Regions from separate parts of the Sus scrofa genome. Here all the other regions are linked to region 2. A link is a contact called in public Hi-C and promoter capture Hi-C data. All regions are on one chromosome and are shown on one strand. Each heading gives the region's core, a stretch centred on a gene start, on an enhancer-like site or on the middle of the called end of the contact. The rest is flanking DNA. Distances are from core to core; before and after follow the strand shown. Region 1 holds the start of AP2S1 (adaptor related protein complex 2 sigma 1 subunit). Region 2 holds the start of FKRP (fukutin-related protein). Region 3 holds the start of PTGIR (prostacyclin receptor).

The links. Promoter capture Hi-C pulls out the DNA fragments that hold promoters and counts their contacts. Hi-C and Micro-C count contacts between places; a contact is called where the count stands out from the background.
Region 1: a Hi-C map of fetal liver shows a contact between it and region 2, with 2.1 times the contacts expected there. The contact joins the promoter of AP2S1 here to the promoter of FKRP in region 2. A contact is called at or near these places in 2 of 5 promoter capture datasets (fetal liver and liver), 22 of 47 Hi-C or Micro-C datasets (alveolar macrophages, blood, brain and 9 more) and 2 of 2 datasets of contacts at active chromatin or transcription factors (alveolar macrophages and skeletal muscle).
Region 3: a promoter capture Hi-C map of fetal skeletal muscle shows a contact between it and region 2, with 4 times the contacts expected there. The contact joins the promoter of PTGIR here to the promoter of FKRP in region 2. A contact is called at or near these places in 4 of 5 promoter capture datasets (fetal liver, fetal skeletal muscle, liver and 1 more), 19 of 47 Hi-C or Micro-C datasets (alveolar macrophages, blood, embryonic fibroblasts and 10 more) and 1 of 2 datasets of contacts at active chromatin or transcription factors (skeletal muscle).

What each region holds. Positions count from the first base shown.
Region 1 is chr6:52,701,559-52,704,958 of Sscrofa11.1, forward strand. AP2S1 (adaptor related protein complex 2 sigma 1 subunit) reads right to left here and starts at 1,640. Exons shown (of 4, transcript NM_001244453.1): 1 at 1,484-1,640. The coding sequence starts at 1,486.
Region 2 is chr6:52,625,698-52,629,216 of Sscrofa11.1, forward strand. It overlaps FKRP (fukutin-related protein), which reads left to right and starts at 1,769. Exons shown (of 2, transcript XM_021094618.1): 1 at 1,769-1,821; 2 at 3,352-3,519. STRN4 (striatin-4) reads right to left here and starts at 2,213. Exons shown (of 17, transcript XM_021094615.1): 1 at 1,904-2,213. The coding sequence starts at 2,185.
Region 3 is chr6:52,525,193-52,528,696 of Sscrofa11.1, forward strand. PTGIR (prostacyclin receptor) reads right to left here and starts at 2,146. Exons shown (of 2, transcript XM_003355952.4): 1 at 1,187-2,146; 2 at 1-128. The coding sequence starts at 1,954.

The sequences.
Region 1 (3,400 bases), core at 390-2,889, 76 kb after region 2:
CCAAGTTTCATCCTGCTAGGAAGCCTGCCTTTGGGCCCCGTTCTGTTTGAGATGGGCACTCTTGTGCCCATTTGATAGATGAAGAAACTGAGGCTCAGAGAAAGGACGTCTCACAGCCAGAAAGCAGAGCTGGGAATCCAAGGGCTTTGCTTTGAACCCACTTCCCCTGACGTGTGTGTGGCAGCCTCCACCCTCTCATAGAGTCCATTCTCTTCCCTAAGCCTCATTCTCCACACACCATTCCTCCTTCCCCAACCAATCAAGCTGGATGGGAACAGGATATTATGGTCTCCTTTCAAGAACACTGTCTGCTGAGCCAGGGAAAACCACTTCCTAGCAAGGCAGGGGTCCTGGGAGACAGGGAGAGGGCACGGGGTGGAGGTGGGGGTACCCACACCAGGCAGCCACTGCCTGGGGCAGAGCCAGAGAAATATGGGGCACACTGAGGGCAGAGATAAAAGCAAGCCTGAAAAGCTGAGGGAGAGCTCTGCCTCTGACCCCCCCCCCAGTTCCCTCATGCACCTCTTCCTGTTTCTCCTCCCAATTAGAGTCTCCCCACTTCAGGGAATCCACCCTCAGAAGCCCTTTCCCTCCTGCACCCTCAACCCTCGGATGTCCCCGCTCTATGTCCCCCAACCTACTGTCTCCAAGCCCTTACCCTAGAGCTGTCCCCTTTCGACTTCCTCTTTCTCGGTTTCAATGCCCTCTGTCAGGTCTCCCCATCTCTGGGGAGGGGTACCAAATCCAGTGGCTTGTCCTTGCCCCCAAAGCCTCATCCCCATCTCTCGCACTCCTGTGCCTATTACCTACCCTCCGTGACCTCTTCCACTGCTCCCCACACATCTCTAGTATCCACTCCCTACGCCAAGCCTTCTCCCTTTTCTAGCACGCTTTCCCTAACTCTAAAGCCCCATTCCCTACAGTTGCCTACTTCCCGTTTCCAGTGTCCAGTCTCTTCCTCTTGAAATTCTGTCTCCTTCATCAGCAGTATCCCGCCCAGTTCCAACACCCCCTCTCCGTCTGCAGTGTCAGCTTCCTGCCTCTAGAGACCCCCGTCTCTCCCAGCCGAAGGTCTTCCATCCTTCTCCAACTATCCGGTCACACTCCCAGAGAGCTCTCTTCTTGGGATGCCCCCTCGCCACCTCCAATTCCTTCTCCCCACCTCGGAGATCCTTCTTCGTGAGTTGCCTGCCAGTTTCAAAACCCTTCAGCCACCTCCAATGTCCCCTCCCGCACAGACCCCTCCTCTTGTCATCCGGTCTCCAAAGCCCCCTAGCCTTGAGAGCCCCGTTACACTCTGGCGTCCAGAACCGCCGCCCAGTCCCCTTCCCCGGCCTTTGGTCGGCCCCAATCTCGAGAGCCCCCGCCTGGCCCAGACCATTGCACCGCGGCCGGGGGGGCTTGTCAGTATCCCACCGCGCCTCGAGTACCTGCACATGGACCCACCCTCTGCCCATCCCCAGTATGGGCGCGCCCCCGTTACCATGGCGACCCCCGTCCGACCCCAGCTTCTGGGAGGCCCCGGTCCCACGGCTTCTGGGAGGCTCGGGCTTTGGCGGCTGTTGGGGCACCCGGGGCTAGAGCGGACTTCCGGCAGAAGAACTCGCCCGCCCTCTCTCGCGCACAGCCGGCTGGGAATTGTAGTCCGAAGAAATGGGGTCGTTCGTCTGAGCGGCACGCCAGAGAAATGGGCCTGTCCCGCGTCCCAGCATGCTACGCGACTATCCTTTTCCTCGCGCAAGGTTCGGTCTCCAAATGCATTCTGGGAGCCGTGGGTGAATGTCTCCTGGCAGGACTACAATTCCCGAAATGCTGGACAGCCAGCAAGGCAAGGGTTGCACTCTAGGAAATGTAGTTCGGACAGCCTTCCTTCTCCCTCCCACCGCCCCCCCAACAAGGCAAGAAGGACGTACTGGGAATAGCTGTTTTAGCAGAACACTGTAAATTAATTGTATTTTAATAACAAACAAATAAATTAAAAATCAATCAATAAGAAACTACGTTGGGGGAGCATGGTCACCCAGTACTTTGTTTAGAATATGTTAAGCGACTTATGTGGGACAGTGGCTTAAGCGCATGAATTTGGAAGCCAGAACTGTATGCAAATCGTGCCTTTATTTCCTAGCTGTGTGACTCTGGGCCAGCAACTTCACCTCTTAACTCAACTTCTTTAACTGTAAAAGACGGTTGATCAAGGGGTCACCTCAGTAGAGTTGTTTTAAAGCATCCGTAAGTTTCCAAAGTACTTAGCCCAGTGCTGGACATATAGTATGTGTTATGTGTTTGTTTGTTTGTTAGGGCCACACCCTCCGTGTGTGGAAGTTTCCAGGCTAAGGGTTGAATAGTAGCTGCAGCTGCTGCCTGTGTCAGAGCCACAGCAACATAGGATCTCAGTCACATCTGCAACCTATACCACAGCTCACAGCCACTCCAGATCCTTAACCCACTGAGAAAGGCCAGGGACTGAACCCACATCCTCATGGATACTAGTCAGGTTCCTTACCACTGAGCCACAATGGGAATTGCCTTCCCCCATTTCTTTGATCGCTGACCTCTTTTCTTCCTTTGGCTTAAACATCACCTCCGCAGTCCTATATGGGGGAACCCAACATACGAAGTTCCCCTCTTCGACCCCCCACATTCTCTAGGTCAGCAGTTAGATTTCTTTAAAGCCTTTTTACAGCTGTTAATGATTTTATTTGGGGTGTGTGTCTCTGTGTGTGTGTTGCCTCCGTTGAGGGCAGGGAACCTGTTAACAATCTACATCCCCTAGAACATGGTGGCACATAGTAAGCATTCAGTAAAGGGATGGATACTGAGGGGAGACTTGCTCTAAGAAAGCAAGGTAAATTAGGAGTTCCGTCGTGGTTCAGAGGTAACAAACCCAACTAGTATCCATGAGGACGCAGGTTTGATCCCTAGCCTCGTTCAGTGGATTAAGGATCCTGCCATGAGCTGTGGTGTAGGTGGCAGACGAGGCTCGGATCTGGTGTTGCTGTGGCTGTGGTGTAGGCCAGAAGCTGCAGCTCTGATTCAACCCCTAGCCTGGGATCCTCCATATGCCGCGGGTGCGGCCCTAGAAAATACAAAAAAAAAAAAAAAAAAGGATATCAGCTGGGGAGTTCCCTTGTGGCCTAGTGATTGAGGACCTGGTTGCTGCTGTGGCTCAGGTTGGATCCCTCATGCCTTGGGTGCAGCCCCCCCTCCCAAAAAAAAAAAAAAGAAAAAGAAAGAAAAAAAAGAGAAAGATGTCAGCTGGGAATGCAGTCATTTGAAGGCTCAATTGGGGCTGAAGGATCTGACTCCCAGGTGGCTCACTCGTAGGGTGTGTTGATTAATGCTGGCTGTTGGCAGGACTCTGTTCCTCACCAGGTGGCCCTCTCCCCAAGGACACAGAGTG
Region 2 (3,519 bases), core at 519-3,018:
AAGTATAACGCATGGGCTCGAAAGCCCACAGACCACCTCTGCCACCCACAGGCTATGAGTCTAGATAAATCACTGACCTGCTCAAAGCCTCCACTTCCTCTTCTGCTTGATTTCTTTAAAGGGGAGGGAAGGGGGGGAATATCACTTACCCTCCCAGAAGGTTGCAAGGATTTATTTAAAGTGCCTGACACAATGCCTGGCACATAGTATGTGCTCAATAAACAGCAGCTGCGATAGCAGCTGCTGAGCGAGGGCAAGGACACTGGCCCTGCCTACATGAAGGGGTACTAAGAAGATCTAAAAAGACGTACTCTGGGAAAGAGCTCTGGAAGGAGAGATGGAACACAAAAACAAGGGGTACTTGCATAAGGATTTCTCTCCCACCCAACCCCCCCAGCACCAAGCCTCAGCTACCACAGAGCCAGGATCCCTACAGGGGTGGGAGAATTGCGGGATGCTCTCTCTATTCATCCCATGGACAAAATTCTAACCAGGTGTTTCTTTCAGTCCCCACCTCTCCTAGACAGGAAACAGCAAATCAGAGGGGGAAAGATGCTAGAAGCAGGCGCTGACTTCTGCTGATAACACCACAGACCAGGACCCCTCAGACTCCTGGCAGCACATCCTTAGAACCCTTAAAATCCTCACAATTCTGATACCCAGGCTCCTAGGGACACCCAGCAAACGGACCCACATCTCTCAAGGTCACAAAACCCAGCCCAGCTCCTCGGCGCCTTCCAAACATCATCCCAGGGGTACAGCCCTCCCTCAAGCTACTCCACAAACCAGAGTCCTTTCCCAGAAACTTCCACAAACACTACCCCCCACCCCAGGATCTTTGTGAGATTCTTCCTCTGGCTGCCTTCCTGCTCTACAAAATGCTCCCCGCCACCCCCAGATTCGGCCAATTCCTCGTGTCTTCACCCCACGCCCCAGCTCCACCGCTGGACACGGCCGACCTCCTCTCATTCCAGGTCGGGGCTCTGCACCTGACATCTTCCACACCTCCCATCTCTGGGCGGGAGTCCCCCCATCTCCCACATCCCCGAAGAGTTTCTCGGCTCTCAAGCTCTTCCAGCACAGGCTCCTGGGGCACGTCCTGGCCCCCTCCATGATTCCACCCCCGGGATCCCTTCCCGGGAGGCGGTAGCGACGCACTGCCAAGGCTCCACAAAGTTTCCTCCTCAGAGGGAAGGGGCACACACCTTCATCTGACACCCCCGAGACCTCGCTCTCCTCCCCGGAGTCCCGGCAGAGCCATCTTTCAGTCCCCGCCGTCCTAACACTCCGAAACAAACCCGTCCTGAGCTCCCTGACTTCCTCTCCCTACTCACAAGGGAGCCCAGCCCCGACCTGCTCTCGACTCCGGCGAGTCCCAAGTCCCCCCAACGTCCCCTCTTCCCACCCGGGGCCCGCCGGGCTCCACCTCCAACGGGGACGGAGTGTGACTCCCTCAGCACCCTGCATGTTCTTTGCTCACTCCCGTACAAGACCCCTCCATGCCCTCTCATCACCCTTGGCCGAGTTCTCTTGGGGTCCGCTCGGGTCCCCGAGGCCACTCTCTCAGGGACCCTTCGGCCAGTCCGTTCACCCCCACTCCCACTCCCAGCCGGTTCTGGTCCCCTGCGCCCTTTCTCTTGGCTGCCCCGGTCGGGCCCTCCAGCCCCTGGGCCCCCCTCCCGTCTCCAGCCGCCCAGGAGCCCTCAGGACCCCCCTCGGACGGCCCCTCACTCCGTCTGCGGGCCGGTCGCGGTCCCCTCCCGCCCCCCCCCGGCAGTCCCGGCGGCCATTGCTCCAAGATGGCGGCGGCGGCAGCGGCGGGTGAGGCCGGGCCGGGCCGGGCCGGGCGGGGGGGTCGAGGGTCCCTGGGCGGCGCTCACCTGTAACTCGGCGCGGCGCTCACCTGTAACTCGGCGCGCTCCGCCTCCCAGCGGGCCTTCTCCGCTTCGAAGCGCGCCCACTCGTGCTGGATAAAGTGTAGGATCCCCGGCAGGCTCAGGGGCTCCGGCCCCGCCGTGGGGCCGGGGCTGCCTCCGCCGCCGCCTCCCTTGGCAGCCGGGCCGGGCCCGGGGGCGGGGGCAGAGACCGGAGCCGCCCCCGTCGGGCCCGGGCCCGCGCCGGAGCCGAGTGGGCGGCTGGAGGAAGCGGCGGCGGCGGCAGCGGCGGCCGCTCGCTCCTCCATCATGGAGGCCCCGGGGCCGGCCCGCGCGCCCGCTGTGCTTCGCGCGCCTGCGCGGCCGCGCCAGCCCTCGAGCGCGCGCTCGGCGGGGGCCGGGGGGGCCGGTGCCGGGAACGATGTCGGGCGCGCGCCTCGCCCACCCGGGTCGACCCCCAAGGCGCGCGCATGGAGGGGCGAGGAGGGGCGCGCGCCTGGAGGAGGGCAAACGCGACCCAGACCCCTTAGGAAGCGCAGGACTTTGGGAGGGGCCGCTTCCTGTACCCCTCCTCCGGCTTCACCCCAAAGAAAGATTCTAGCCCTCTCCAGACCCAAACACCACTCTCCTAGATCACCGTCCCTCTTTGAGAGAAAGGGCGACCACCAGGGGTGGTTTCACCGATGGCCCCATCCTGATTCCTGGCCCGGGGCGGTTGTCATGGTAACTCTTCCTCAGTCGGGGACACCCTTAGCCTCCCTTCCCCTCCACCTTTATGGTCCTGGAGCTCCACCTCTCCTGGCCCTGCACCTACCTATAGGAGGTTGCTAAGGTCACCCAAGTCCCCGGTGGTCCTTCGGCCCCTACCCTCCTTGGTTACTATGGCAACCTCACCTAGCGCTCAGGTAGAAAGGAGCCTGGCCCCAAGGACACTGCTGAGGGAAACATCTCTTTCCCAGCCCCTCTCCCCAGCCTCCTGGTTGGCATTACCATGGTAACCATCTCCCCCTTTCCCATGGTGGGAGGGCCTTGGACCAGCCAGGTGTTTTTATTTAGAGGAGGAGATGCTCTGCTGAGGAGTAGTTGTTATGGTTACAAGATGCGGGCTATCCCTAGGGAGGTGAGAAACTGGCAGAGCCAAGTCCTGGGTACTATGGTAATGGGGGCACTCTGCCTTCCAATGACCCTAGAACCAGGCCCACCAAGGTAGAAGACATTTTAGGATTGTCTCTCAGAATGTAATGTGTCTAGGGAAGGGGTTGTCATGGTAACACCTTCTATCACTTCTACCCCTACCTTTCTGGACACATTCACGAAAGAAGGGATGGGTATAGGTTGCTATGACAGCCTTCCTTTCACTGCTAAGATGCTTCAGGTAGGTGATGCCTGCCTGAGCTTATGAGATTTCATAAGATGAAATTGTGCCCTGTTGTGTGAAGTTGGTTGATTTGGGGTTTTCTGGTTCATCTTCCTTCAGCAGTGCAGCTGAGCTGGGCTGGAACCACCCCCTTGGAGTTCCGTCAGCCTGCACCCTAGGAGGTAAGCAGCCCCTCAGTGTCACCAGCACTCGTGGGAACTGCCCTTGTCCCCAAAGGTTTTTCTACATATCACTCATTTGCTCTACCCATCACATTCCCATTCTACA
Region 3 (3,504 bases), core at 896-3,395, 100 kb before region 2:
AAAACGGCCTTGCGGAAAAGGATGAAGACCCAAGGGTCCAGGATGGGGTTGAAGGCGTTGAAACGGAAGGCGAGGAGGTCCCCCATCTCGCTGCTGTCCGGGGCGATGGCTTGGGTGAAGCCGCGGATCTGGGGGCAGAGTGAGGCCGTCAAGAACCACCCACCAGTCCTGCCTCCACCCACCCCCCAAAGCTCCTCTCCCACCCCTTGCTCATCGGCAGAAATGAGGGAGGGGTGGCCTGCTGGATGGGGAAGGGAATAAGATGAAAACTAAATAACAAGCGCATGGGGCGGGGGGAGGGAGAAAAAGCCCCAGGGGACAACTGCAAAGCCCTAGAGGGGGAGAGATGGGGCCACGACGCCAGGACTGTGTCCCAGGGCTGTGCCTGAGCGTGTCCAGTCTCCGGGTCTTTTGTCACCACCCCCCCCCCAAAGTTGGACAATCCTTACATCTAGCCCAGCCCTTGCATTTTACAGAAAGAGAAACTGAAGCCCAGGGTATAAGCGGGGTGACTGGGTGCCAAGGGCCAGGGTCTCCCTGCTGTAATTTGGGAGAGGCAGGGCGGGAGTTCCTGCCGGAAAGTGGCGAGGCTAGGAGATGCTAAGGGCAGAGATTTGGGTGGGGCTGGCATGGGGAAGTGGGGAGTGTGGCAGCCGGGAGAGCTGACTCAGAAATCAGAGGAGCCCAGGGTCCAGACCTGCCTCTGTGTGGTCGTGGGCAAGAGACCTTATCACCCTTCATCTGTGAAAACGGTGACAGGGCAGGGACAAGGACGTCATCCCACTTCTTGCTAAGTGCTTGTGGAAAATGTGATGAAGATCATTTTGGAGATTATCTGAGAAAGGATTTCTAAACCCTGAGCAGAGGGTGTACAGAGAGCAAGCACTCAATGCCTGGCGGGTCTTATTATCAGGCAGGGGCAGGGGAAGGCTCCTGGGGGTGAAATTGGCAGGGGTGGGGGCTAGAGATGGAGAAGGGGCGACAGGGTCAGGAGGAGTGAAATGGGGCAGAAGCAAATGGGGAAAGACTTCTCCTGGGAGTGGGGAGTTGCTTGACCGTGGCCACAGCCTCTGACCTCTCTGAGGCTCAGTCTCCAGATCCATGAAATGGGCTCAGCCCCTGGAGGCTAAAGCCGGCTGCTGCCCTCCTCCCCCCCCCCCCCCCCCCCCGCCGCAGGGGCACTCACCATGAGGGGCAGGGAGCACACAGTCATGATGCCAGTCATGAGGGCCAGCAGGATCAGGTGGTCCACCTCGTCCTCACCTGCCCGGGGGCTGGGGACCAGCGAGCCCTGGTGGCGTCTCTGCTGTCGGTACATGCGGCAGAGGCTGAGGGTGACTGAGCCGTTGCAGAGGACGATGGCGGCCACCAGCAGGGCCATGAGGCTGGCGTAGGCCAGCGAGAAGGCGCAGCCACCCAGCTCGGCCGAGCGCAGACGGATGAAGCACCAGCTGCCCGGGCAGTACTGCTGGTGTTGGCCCAGGCCCAGCAGGGGCAGCGCGCAGAAGGCCGTGCAGAAGGCGTAGATGGCAGGCAGCGCCAGGCGGGCGCGACGCGGCCCGTCCAGCTGGGCGTAGAGGTAGGGGTGGCTGAGCGCCAGGCAGCGCTCCACGGCCATCGCGAAGAGGATGAGCGTGGAGGCCAGCCCGAAGAAGGTCATGGCGAAGGCGAAGGCGTCGCACAGCGCCGGGCGGCCCCGGGCCAGGCCCAGCAGCGAGCTGTTGCGGGCGTAGGCCGCGAACACGGCGGGGCTCAGGAAGCACGTGCCCAGCAGGTCGGTGACGGCCAGCCCGGTGACCAGGACGGCGAAGGCCGAGGGCCGTGACCGCCGCCGCGCCCCCAGGATGCCCAGGGCCAGCCCGTTGCCCACCACGCCCGCCACGAACATCAGGGTGCTGGTGGCCGGGCCCACCGAGTCCCGCACGTACGTGAGGTTCCGGCAAGAATCGGCCATCCCCCGCCTCGCCGCGGGCGACCGCCGGGCTGGAGGGGTCCCCGGGGGTGGGAGATGGGGTGGGAGGGGGAGGCCGGGTCCGCCCCTGCGACGCCCAACCCCGCCGGCGCTCCCTGTGGTCCCCGCTGCAGCTGGAGGGAGTGGGCTCAGGTCCCCGTCGACCCGCGGCAGGTCCTGCTGGGCGTCAATTTCTGTCTATTTCTCTCCCCTCTTTCTTTCCTTCTGCCTCGGTCTCCAGGTCCAGTCCTCTCCTCGCCAAGCCCCTAGCGCGTTCTTTCTCCGTCTCCGTCTCTTGCTGTCGCTCCGTCTCTGTCTCCTTCCTGGTCCCTGGACAGCTCTCGCTCCCGGTCTCGGCTTTGACCTCTCCCAGCCCCTCCCCACCGCACCTCTGCAGCCTCCCAGTCCCTCCTCTGTCCCCTTGCTGCTTCTCCTGGGTGTCTCTCGCTGGGTCCAACGCCGAGTGTCAACTTCTCCCTCCTTCCCTCTCTCCTCCCTCCCTCCCCGGCTTGCTCGCTCACCCCGGCTTTTTCATTTCCTCTCTCTGCCCCGCCTCCCCTCCCCTGCTTTCTCCAGCGGCCCCTGGGCTCCCTCCCGCCTTTCCCTGGCGGCTCCCTCCATCCCCCCCTGCCCAGGACAGGCCTCTGCCTCTCCTCCCTGTGTCCTCTCCCCCGGCCCACATCACTGAGCCACCTGCCGTCTCCCCACACTCAGGTCTCTGCCACCCTGTCCCTTCCCAGCATCGCTCAGTGGACCTGGGTTAGGGATCACCTGAGTCATCACACCCAGTGGGGACAGGACCTGAGGGCCACAGCCGACAAGTCCTCAAGGCTGTCTGGTGTGGCCTCTGGCATCTATTCTGGGCTCAGGCTCTGGGGTTAGGACACGGCCAGGGATTGAGACATGACCGGGAAATTCCTCTCTGATGCAGTGTTTTCCAGGCACCACTGGGATTTCTGTTCCCTGGATAGACTTCACTCCTTCCACGAGGCAGGGGGAAGAGGTGGCCCAGAGAACAAAATGCCAGTCCCTGGAGTCCGTCCTGGGGCTCCCAGCTTGCACACTCAGCCACCCCACAGAGCCTTGGGGGGCGCCGGACTTGTCATCCACTGATAAGGGACAGGTCTGCCCCAGGATTTCCACTGCTCTCAGGCATCAAAGGGGGACACACCCCCCACCTCTCACCCCAGCACTCCCAGGCCCCAGGCCAAGCTCTGGTGACCTTGACTTCAAGGAATATTTTAGCCACAGACAGCCGTCCAGGGCTCCAACTCCGCTGTTCCTCCATTTCTCCCACCCCACCCCAAACACATGGCCAGCCGCACAGCCACCACCCTCCAGCCAGTGTAGTCAGCCTGGGTGTCCCCCTGCCAGCACAGTGATCACCATCACTGTTGCCACTGAACCTCATGGCTTCCCCTGCAGCCTCCCCGCCCATGAGGGCCAGGTGGGAGCTCAAGGACCCTCTCAGACACCCCTGATTTTTCAGGGAGGCAGTTTAAGCGCAGAGAGTACGCATTCAAGATCTCACGCCAGTTTCACTACCTGCCTGC